Linked DNA regions of Sus scrofa: region 2 is linked to region 1. Evidence: chromatin contacts called from public Hi-C data. All regions are on one chromosome and are shown on one strand. Each heading gives the region's core, a stretch centred on a gene start, on an enhancer-like site or on the middle of the called end of the contact. The rest is flanking DNA. Distances are from core to core; before and after follow the strand shown. Region 1 holds the start of MAPK1 (mitogen-activated protein kinase 1). Region 2 has its middle 15 kb from the start of YPEL1.

Region 1 (4,996 bases), core at 969-3,468:
GCCTATGCCAGAGCCACAGCAATGCAGATTCCGAGCCACGTCTGCAACCTGCACTACAGCTCACAGCAATGCCGGATCCTTAACCCACTGAGCAAGGCCAGGGATCGAACCCACAACTTCATGGTTCCTAGTCAGATTTGTTAACCACTGAGCCACGATGGGAACTCCAAAACTAGTTCTTTTCAGAGTCTATCTTAGGTTCTAATTTATCTTCTTTGGAAGGGCTGAAGGACATGACAGGCAATTCTGAACACTTCATAGAGACCTTTACTGGCACACTTACCAGCAGATACAACAGCAATCAGATGTAGGACACAAGTGATGCTGTGGGGCATTACTTTCTCTCCATTGCATTCTAGGACTGCATTTCTTTTAGGCCTCAACTAATTTAATTTCGCTTTTGGCTCCTTAGCCTCTGAATTCACGTTAATTCTCAGCTGTATACTTTGAAGCATTTTGATCTTGAAAAGAATGAAAATATTCAAGATTCAATGAAAGTCTTTTTCTTTTTTTTTAAAGTTTATGTAGTCTTTGAACCTAGCTAATGTAACTGGTAAATCATGCCCTCTATGGCCTTTCTGAAATCAAGATCATTTAAAGTTGAATATATTTCTGAAATAGATTTGCTTATGAGTAAGACAGACTAGAATTCTAAAATTATTAATAACATTATTTAAGAAAAATAGGATGTAATGAAAAGAGCTGCAGCAACTGAAGTTAAATTCTCAGTCTACAATCTCAAGTCTGACTCTTTAGTTGAATGACCTTAGGAATTGGCTTTACCAGAAATACTTTCTCATCTGAAAGATCTCACAGCCCTTCCCTCCCACCAGCTGACTATTCAAATAAAATGAGATAATATATCTAGCACAGTACCTGCCACGCAGCATTCAGTATTAGTTTTTTTCCTTCGTTCAACACAAAAGACACTCACAAGATTTAGGTATAAGGGAGTCCACACCTGCACAAGTCTTCATCAGCACAAGACAGCTAGTTAGTACTAATTTAAAAAAAAAAAAAAAACGAAAAAAAAACACCGTCACCTCCACTCCACAAACGTTTCTGAGGGATCTGCATCAAGACGAGGGAACCAGCATGTGACACTGCAAGAACTCCACCAGGACTGCATACATATTGACCACTAAAGCATTGACAGTAAAAGTCCACAATAATTGTGCTAAAACGTCTGGATGCCTTTATGCTGGTAATAGAGTTCAAGCGAGATAAAGGAAAAAGAAGCCAATTTAGGCCCAACTCCAAATGACTCCTTAATAAATCAAGAGAGGGATGCTGGTTTATCTTTCCTAAAACGCGGACAGTACGATATTAAAACCCATTTAAAAACTTCATCAAGAATGAAATATGCCAAAACAAACATTGACGCCACTAATGCTTTTTCAAAAGCCTGCGCAGGAGAGCACCGCTGGCACCACCGAAGGTATCTGATGAAAGCCGTGCGTGGAAAACGCAGGCGAGGGAAGGAAAATAACAGACGGTCATTTCGGGGCGGGGCACACACGCCGCGGCCGCCGCCGCCAGCATCTGAAGGAATTCGCGGCTTCCCACCCCGGCGCGAAGAGCAGGCCGCGCGGCGCACACCCAGGCCGGGGAGGGGGGCGGGGGGGGCGGAGGGGGCCTAGGTTCCCGGGCCGGGGTCCTGGATCCAGTGTCCACCCCCCGCCCCCTCCCCGCGCCGAGCAACGCCCCAGCCCGACCAGCCCCGCCCCGACCGAGGCCCCGCTGCGGTTGGCGGCGCAGCGGGCCTGGGTCGGAGGTCGGAGGTCCGGGTTGGGGTAGGGGCTGGGTCCGCGTCCGGGGTCGGGGTCAGGGTCGGGGTCCGGAGAGCAAGCGGGGCAGCAGCGGTGAGCCCGGCTGGGGGGGAGGGGAGGGCGGCGGGCGCGGCCAGGCCGCGGGGCATGGACACTCACCACACCATGCCGTAGGCGCCCTCGCCGATGTAGGAGAGGTTGGTGTAGCGCGGCCCCACGTCGAACACCTGCCCGCGGACCATCTCGGGGCCCGCGCCCGCCGCCGCCGCCGCCATGTTGGCTGCCGGGCCGCCGCCGCCGCCGCCGCACTGGGCTCGATGCTCCGCGGCCGCTGCTCGGCCCACGCTGCACCAACGGGGAGACCGCGCCCCAGCCGCTGCAGCCGCCGCCGCTGGCCGGGAAGAATCAGTGAGGGACCCGCTCGGGAGAGGTAGATAGCCACCGACCGCTCGTACCGACTGCCCGCCTGACTGACTGACGGGCGGGCCGGCGGGCGGAGGGAGGGGCGCGCGCCGAGGAGGGCGCCGGGGCAGGGCCGTAGGCGTGAGCGCGGATTGGCTCCCGCGGCCTGGGGGCAGGGCTGCGCGGCCGGCGGAAGAGGCGCGTTGGGGGCGGAGCACTGCAGCGGCGGGGCGGGGCGCGGTCACGTGCGCTCGCGGGAGGCGGCGGGGAAACGCTGAGGACTCCGAGGCGGGGCGAGCTTGCGGGGCCGAACGGGCGGGGCAGCGGGCCGAGAGAAGCTCCGGGCGGCTCCCTCCGAGTAGGAGCGCGACCGGGGCGGATTCCCCCCGCCCCCGCGCGCCGAGCCAGGTTTGTGAGAGTCCGGGGCCCATACAGATTAGAGGCCTCGAGACCCGCACAGAAGCCGGAAGGGTGACCGAGACCGAGAGAGATATTTGCATCCTGAGAAAGTGTGAAACCCAGAGTGGGAGGCGGAGACAAGAAGCCCGGACGCGGCCCGCTCCGGCAGAGGCTCGTTCAACAAGTGTCACCGCGTTCCTGCGCGTCCACCCTCCTCGAAGCTACCCTCCAGGAGATGATGGATGGACGGTCGATGGATCTGAAGGAAGACTCAAGTTGTCTGCGAAGTACTGCGAAGAAAAGGAGAGCAGAGTAAGGGGTTCGGGAGTAGTGGGTTGAGACCCTGAGAAAAACACTGAGATTCAGAGACTGGCACCCAAGTTGGTACAGATGGGCAGGATCTTACCCAGGTAGAAACGCGAAAAAAACAAGTATTAACATCTAGAGAAAACGAGTTAGACGCACTGAGGTTCAGAGATTGTCACAAAAATGGAAAAGAATGTATATATGTATAACTGAATCACTTTGCTGTATAGCAGAAATGAACACAACATAAATCAACTGTAACTTTAATAGTCACAAACACCAGAGGTTGAAAATAAAAGGCAGAATCTTGAAGCAGGTGAATTCGATAAACAGCTAAGACAATGAGACAGAAGATGATCCAGCCCTTGCTTCTGAGCCACTTCATTGGAGTCACCTGCGTCGTCTTGGAAAGGGGACTAAGGGTGGGAAATTCTGCGTCCTGATTGTCTGACACTGTGATCCAGAAAGCCTGGACTTCCAGTCATCAACAAAGATCAACTAGACAGTCTTGAAGATGAATAAGCAAAAGAGAAAAAAATCCTCTGGGGAAAAAAAAAAACATGTGGCATATGAGAAAATAAATAAAGGGCTACAGCCAAAAAGTACTCTTTTGAAATATGTTTAGTCCATAAAGTAGAACCCAACACCTGATTCTTATTCCTTTTTTTTTTTTTTTTTTTTTTTTGTCTTTTTGCCTTTTCTAGGGCCACTTCCCACGGCATGTGGAGGTTCCCAGGCTAGGGGTCTAATCAGAGCTGTAGCCACCGGCCTATGCCAAAGCCACAGCAATGCAGGATCCTTAACCCACTGAGCAAGGCCAGGGATCAAACCCTCAACCTCAGGGTTCCTAGTCAGATTTGTTAACCACTGAGCCATGACAGGAACTCCCTGATTCTTGATTAAAAGAAGAACTTGCATCTTTTAAAGGACAGGCCAAGATAAATAGAGGGTACCATGAAATTAAAACCACAATAGCCAAAGTAAAAGCAATGGTTGGAGCTGTAATAAGCAGACTTAACAGTGTAGAAGAGCAAGTCAGCAGGATAGGAGACGACTATGAGAAAAAGCTGGTGATGAAATTCTTTAAGAAGAAAATGTACAAGAGAACAAACACCACAAAGTCAAACTACAGGCACCCCCTCCCCAAAGAAGACAGAGCAAATCACTTAGAGGCAATAACTTACAGTAAAAGAAAACCTGCCTTAATGTCTAAAAAGATCTGTGGTGTTGGAGTTCCCTGGTAGCCTAGCAGTTAAGGACCTGGCATTGTCACTGCTGCAGCTCAGGTCACTGCTGCAGCAAAGGTTTAATCTCTGGCCTGGGAGCTTTTGTATGCTGCGGGTGCAACCAAAAGGATCTAGGATGGACATGGAAAATTGAGTTCTCTGAATCCAGAAAAAATAAATAAGCAGAAAACTTCAAGACATGATCTGGAAAAGTTCGGAAACGTCAGCAATAAAGAACAAGCACAATGTATAATCAGGACAAAGAGATTGTTTATTTAAAAAGCTAAAAACTGGGAGTTCCTGTGGCTCAGTGGGTTATCAACCCGACTAGTATCCATGAGGATGTGGGTTTGATCCCTGGCCTTGCTCAGTGGGTTAATGATCTGGCATTGCCGTGAGTTGTGCTATAGGTCGCCTACATGGCTTGGATCTGGCATTGCTGTGGCTGTGACATAGGCCCGCAGCTGCAGCTCCAATTTGAAACCTAGCCTGGGAACTTCCATATGCTGAAGATGAGGCCCTAAAAAGCAAAAAATAAAATTTTTAAAAATTAAGCTAAAATGTTTTTCTTCAGATTCCTATGTAGCAATTAAGTGCCAAGGAAAAAGGAACAAGATTAGCAGCACTCAGACAGGGTACTTGTAACTATTCTTAATGGTTTGGTTTAGTTCCCACCAATGCCTCAATTCCTCCCAGGTCTTTTTCTTTTTTTTTTGGCCATACCTGTGGTATGCAGAAGCCAGACGGGGATCAAACCCCCACCACAGCAACACCACCACCAAATCCTTAACCCCTAGGCCACCAGGGAAGTCCCTTACCAGGTCTTTTTTTTTTTTTTTTAGCTATTTCTTGGGCCGCTCCTGCAGCATATGGAGGTTCCCAGGCCAGGGATTG
Region 2 (4,996 bases), core at 934-3,433, 92 kb before region 1:
CAGACAGAAGATGACCATCTTTAAGCCAAGGAGAGAGGCCTCAGGAGAAAGCAAACCAGGCAACACCTTGATCTTGTATATCTAGCCTGCAGACTGTGAGACATAAATCCCGTTGCTGAAGCTGCCCAGCCTGTGGTCCTTTGGTATGGCGGGCCCAGCAAGTGAACACACTGGGCTTGAGGGGTAGAAAGAGGCCTAAAGCAATTATCCAAAGCATCCCCCTCCTGCCCCCCTTCCCTGTCTGCCTAAGACCCCCAGGGAGGCCAGACCAAGCAGCCTGGGTAGGGACTTCAAGGCAGGCTGGTGGGTGCCTGTGGCGACTGGTGCCCTCAGCCAAGGGAGGGCGTGAAGCCTTGCTGTACCTCCTTGAGGTCTAAGATCTGAGAGTTGCTCATGGTTTCCTGTGTGATATTCAAGCCCATTAGGAAGTATTCGCTGTTGGCATAGCAACCACATGCCATCTTATGTTCTTTCCAAATTAAAAATATTCCCAGCTTCGAGACTGAAGAAAGATGCAAAAGCAGAGATGAAATTAAGTTACTGATGGAAGTGGTTGCCATGGCATCCTGCTGTCCCTGGAGTCTGCCAGCTGCCACTGTGATTTCTCCATCCTTCATGCAAATGAAGGGGCCCCAGAGTAAATAAAGACCAGCCTCCCACAGTGAGGGAGGAAAATTAAGGCTGTGTTTTAATTAGAAATGGTAACTGATGATGGGAATTTATTTATTTATTTATTTATTTATTTATTGGCTGCCCTGAGGCACAGGGCATTCCTGGGCCAGAGATCAGATCTGAGCCACAGTTGCAAAGGAAGCCACAGGTGTGGCAATGCCAGATCCTTAACCCACTGTTTCAGGCTGGGGATCAAAATTGCATCCCAGCACTCCCAAGGTGCCATCAATTCAGTTGCACCACAGCCGGAACTCCTTTATTTATTTTAAAAAATGTTTATTTTTTCTTTTTTGGCCTCCCTTCAGCACATGGAATTCTTGGGCCAGGAATCACTTCTGAGCTGCAGTTGCAACCTACGCCACAGCTGTGGCAATGCTGGATCCAACCCAACTTACTGTACTGGAGATTTGAACCTGCGTCCTGGCACTGTAGAGACACTGTCCCATCCCATTACACCACAGGGGGAACTCCTGATGGGAATTTATATCTTGAGAATAACTATACATTCAATGGACAGAGCTTCCCAAAATTTAAACAAATCACCTAGGAATTTATTAAAATATTTGCTGAAAGGCAGGATGTCTCAGGTGGAGCCTGAGATTACGCATTGTAAGTTTTAATTGTGGTAAAATGTCCATGGCCTCAACTGTGCCATCTTACACCAGAGATTCTGTGCTTAAACGGGCTTCAGTGATGGGGGATGCTGCTGGTCCCTGGCCCATATTTTGTGCATCAGGCTTTATGAGCCTTTCTTTGTACAAGTGTTGGAGGTAGGAGGCTGCCATACCCAAATGAGCAAGCCACACAGCATGCTTTCCAGGAACCTCCTGGCAAGTGGACGAGAGAGGAGGCAACATTACTCGGGGTGGGGTGGGGGAGAAGAAAGCATCCAGATCGGAAGTGTGGCTAGGACCTGCGTGTTGGAGAGCAGTCAGGACACTGGTGTCCGGACTTGCTGCTTCTTAGAGAGAATGCTGGGTGTGGAGGCTGATGACTGCCTTCTGCTGTTGCAAGTAATGCTGGGACAAACACCTCTGTCATGTGGCTGTTGTCCCTAGAATTATTGTCTAGGGAAAAAAAGTCCTAGAAATGGAATTTCTGCATCAAGTACGTCTTCTGGGAGTTCTCGTTGTGGTGCAGCAGAAACGAATCCGACTAGGATTTGCGGGTTCGATCCCTGGCCTCACTCATCTGGTTAAGGATCCGGCATTGCTGTGAGCTGCAGTGTAGGTTGCAGACATGGCTCAGATCCTGCATTGCTGTGGCTGTGGTGTAGGCTGGCAGCTACAGCTCTGATGAGACCCCTAGCCTGGGAAGTTCCATATGCTGCGGGTGTGGCCCTAAAAAGACAAAAAGACAAAAAAAAAAAAAAAAAAAAAAAGAAAGAAAGAAAGAAAGAAAACCAAACACATCTTCTGATTGGCTGCTGTCAGTCTCTATTCATTTACAGCACTACAAGCAACACATTACAACTTCACAATATCTGGCTTTTATAGTTTCGCTTTTGCTGAGGGGAAAAAAAAAAAAAAAAAAAAAACCCAAAGCAAAGCAAACCAAACCACATCACCACCAACCCCTAGAAAGTAGGGGGTGTACAAAACGGCGCTTCATCTTGACTTTGCATTTCCCTGTTTACCAATGGCACTGGTCACTTTTCCTCATGTAACCAGACAATGCTCTTTGATTACCTTGGTAGTTGGGAAAGAGTTGAGGTGTTTGTATTTTTGTGATTCTTTTTGTTTTGGAAAATAGGCTCTTATTGTTGTTCCCTTGTGGTGGACATGCCCCTGGCTGCAGCGGTGTCCTCTGTGCTGTTTTCCTTGCGGGCCTGTGTTGAAATCAGATGTGTGGAGTTCCCGTCGTGGCGCAGTGGTTAACGAATCTAACTAGGAACCATGACGTTGCGGGTTTGGTCCCTGCCCTTGCTCAGTGGGTTAACGATCCGGCGTTGCCGTGAGCTGTGGTGTAGGTTGCAGACGCGGCTTGGATCCCGTATTGCTGTGGCTCTGGCGTAGGCCAGTGGCTACAATTCTGATTCGACCCCTAGCCTGGGAACCTCCATATGCCGAGGGAGCGGCCCAAAGAAATAGCAAAAAGACAAAAAAAAAAAAAAAAAAAAAAAGAAAAAAAGAAATCAGATGTGAAGATGCTTCTCTCCAATCCTCCGGTCTGTCCAAGACACTGGACTTATTACTCTTCTCCAGCTGCCTCTGCTGCACCAACACCTTGCCCTTCTGGATGCGTTTGTTAGGAAAAGCATTGGGCAGGGGAGTTTCCACTGTGGTTCAGCAGGTTAAGAAACTGACTAGTATCCATGAGGATTTAGGTTTGATCCCTTGCCTCATTCAGTGGGTTAAGGATCTGGTGTTGCTGTGAGCTGTGGTGCAGGTCACAGACATGGCTTGGATCTGGTGTTGCTGTGGTGTTGGCCGGCAGCTGCAGCTCTGATTCAACCCCTAGCCTGGGAACTTCCATATGCTGTGGGTGTGGCCCTGAAAAGACAAACAACAACAACAACAACAAAAACCCCCCCCCAAAAAAAAGGAAAGAAAGAAAGAACAAAAAGAACATTGGGCAGCCAGCATGAAACTGACTCCTGGTTTTAGCTCCAACACATGAAGAGTTTAGAGGCCTCCCTCACCCTCAGAACAAGAAAAAATCTGAATAAACTGAAAATCAATGATTTCTTCTAGATTCATCAGAGGATTGAGGGTACAGGACCCACCCCCCCAACCAATACATACAAGCTGTAAGCATCACAGCTTACATACTGGAGCCAGGAACTGGCAGGAACATGCAAAAAGGCCCCACAAATGCTGGAGGCTGGGAGTTCCTGTCATGGCTCAGCAGAAACAAATCTGTTTAGCATCCATGAGGACACAGATTTGATCCCTGGCCTCGTTCAATGGGTTAAGTGTCTGGTGTTACTGTGAGCTGTGGTGTAGGTCATAGATGTGGCTTGGATCTGGCATTGCTGTTGGTGTGCCATAGGCCAGCAGGTATAGCTCCAATTTGACCCCTAGCCTGGGAACCTCCATGTGCTGTGAGTGCGACCTTAAAAAGACAAACAAACAAACAAAAAACAAAGGCTGGAGGCGAGTGTAGACTAGCTTGAGAGTTAAAAACTCATGGGGACCCAGGCTAAGGGGGCCCACATTTTTATGACTTGTGCCTCCAAGGAGCCCCACCAGGTTCTCACAGGGAAGATTGGAGGAAAACCCCATGTGCCCAGGGGAGAGGGGAATAGTAACCATTTTGAAACATGCCCAGATTGTTCTTCACTAGGAAGTGCAGCAAGGAAGGGACAGGATTTTCTCAGAGCCTCATTCAACACAAGGGAAGGGAGAGATATAACTTAACCTCCCTAGGCTTTCTGTCTTACCTAAGGGGGCAAACAAGCCCCAAGAAACACAGGGACATGATTAGGAAGCACTCCCCCTCCACCCACATCCTCCTGCCCTATCAACAGGGCTCCTGTACACTGCCAAAAATTGCAGCTAGGTTCAGATTCCACCTAAGGAGGAGTCTCTAGGGAACCCCAAGGACAACAGGGGAAACAAAGCAGAGACACTGGAGGAAATTTCAGTCTGAAGCTACTGAACAAACAGTAAGCAGAGCCTGACTTCCAGCCAGGAAAACAAAAACCTCACACTAAAGGCTTGTCTCCTCCAGTTCTTTTACCCAATAGATCATGTCTGCCTTCCAACAAAATGTTACATGTGTGCTAAGAGAAAAAACACAGTCTGAGGAGCAAAGGAGGAATCAGAACCAGACCTAGATATGCAGAGATTTTGGAATTATTGCACTGGGAATTTAAACCACCTATGATTAAGGGCCCTAATGGAAAAAGTGGACAACATGCAAGAACAGATGAGTAATGTAAGCAGAGAGATGGATACTAAGAGTCAAAAGAAAACCCTAGGGGGGAAAAACCCTAACAGAAATGGAGAACAACTTTGATGGGCTCATCTGTAGATTGGACACATCAGAGGAAAGAATCAGTAAGCTCGAAGATCTGTCACTAGAAACTTCTCAAACTGAAACACAGAAGGGAAAAAAAGGAGCAGGATGTCCAAGAACTGTGGGAAAATTATAAAAGACGTTAACACATACACAATAGGAATTCCAGAAGGAATTGGAAATGGTTAAATAATGGCTGAGAATATTTCAAAATTAATAATCTCAGCTAACACTGAGTAGGAAAATACCCAAAGATCTCTTCGTAGGCATATCATATTCAAGATGCAGAAAATCAAAGACAAGGAGAGAATTTTGCAAGAAGCCAGAATAAAACAAATAAAACTCTGTTACCTATAGAGATACA

The links. A called contact is a pair of places that touch in the nucleus more often than the background predicts.
Region 2: a contact with region 1 is called in a Hi-C map of blood, with 3 times the contacts expected there. The contact joins the enhancer-like site here to the promoter of MAPK1 in region 1. A contact is called at or near these places in 4 of 47 Hi-C or Micro-C datasets (blood, brain, embryonic fibroblasts and 1 more) and 1 of 2 datasets of contacts at active chromatin or transcription factors (alveolar macrophages).

The regions. Positions count from the first base shown.
Region 1 is chr14:50,080,778-50,085,773 of Sscrofa11.1, reverse strand. It overlaps MAPK1 (mitogen-activated protein kinase 1), which reads right to left and starts at 2,218. Exons shown (of 9, transcript NM_001198922.1): 1 at 1,929-2,218. The coding sequence starts at 2,044. PPM1F (protein phosphatase 1F) reads right to left here. Exons shown (of 8, transcript XM_021073287.1): 8 at 2,727-2,860. The coding sequence ends at 2,748.
Region 2 is chr14:50,173,183-50,178,178 of Sscrofa11.1, reverse strand. No RefSeq gene overlaps it. Among named protein-coding and RNA genes, the nearest start is that of YPEL1, 15 kb to the left of the region's middle. Within about 2 kb of position 2,183, at least 1 of the 83 cell types and tissues checked has an H3K27ac peak or open chromatin away from gene starts, as enhancers often do.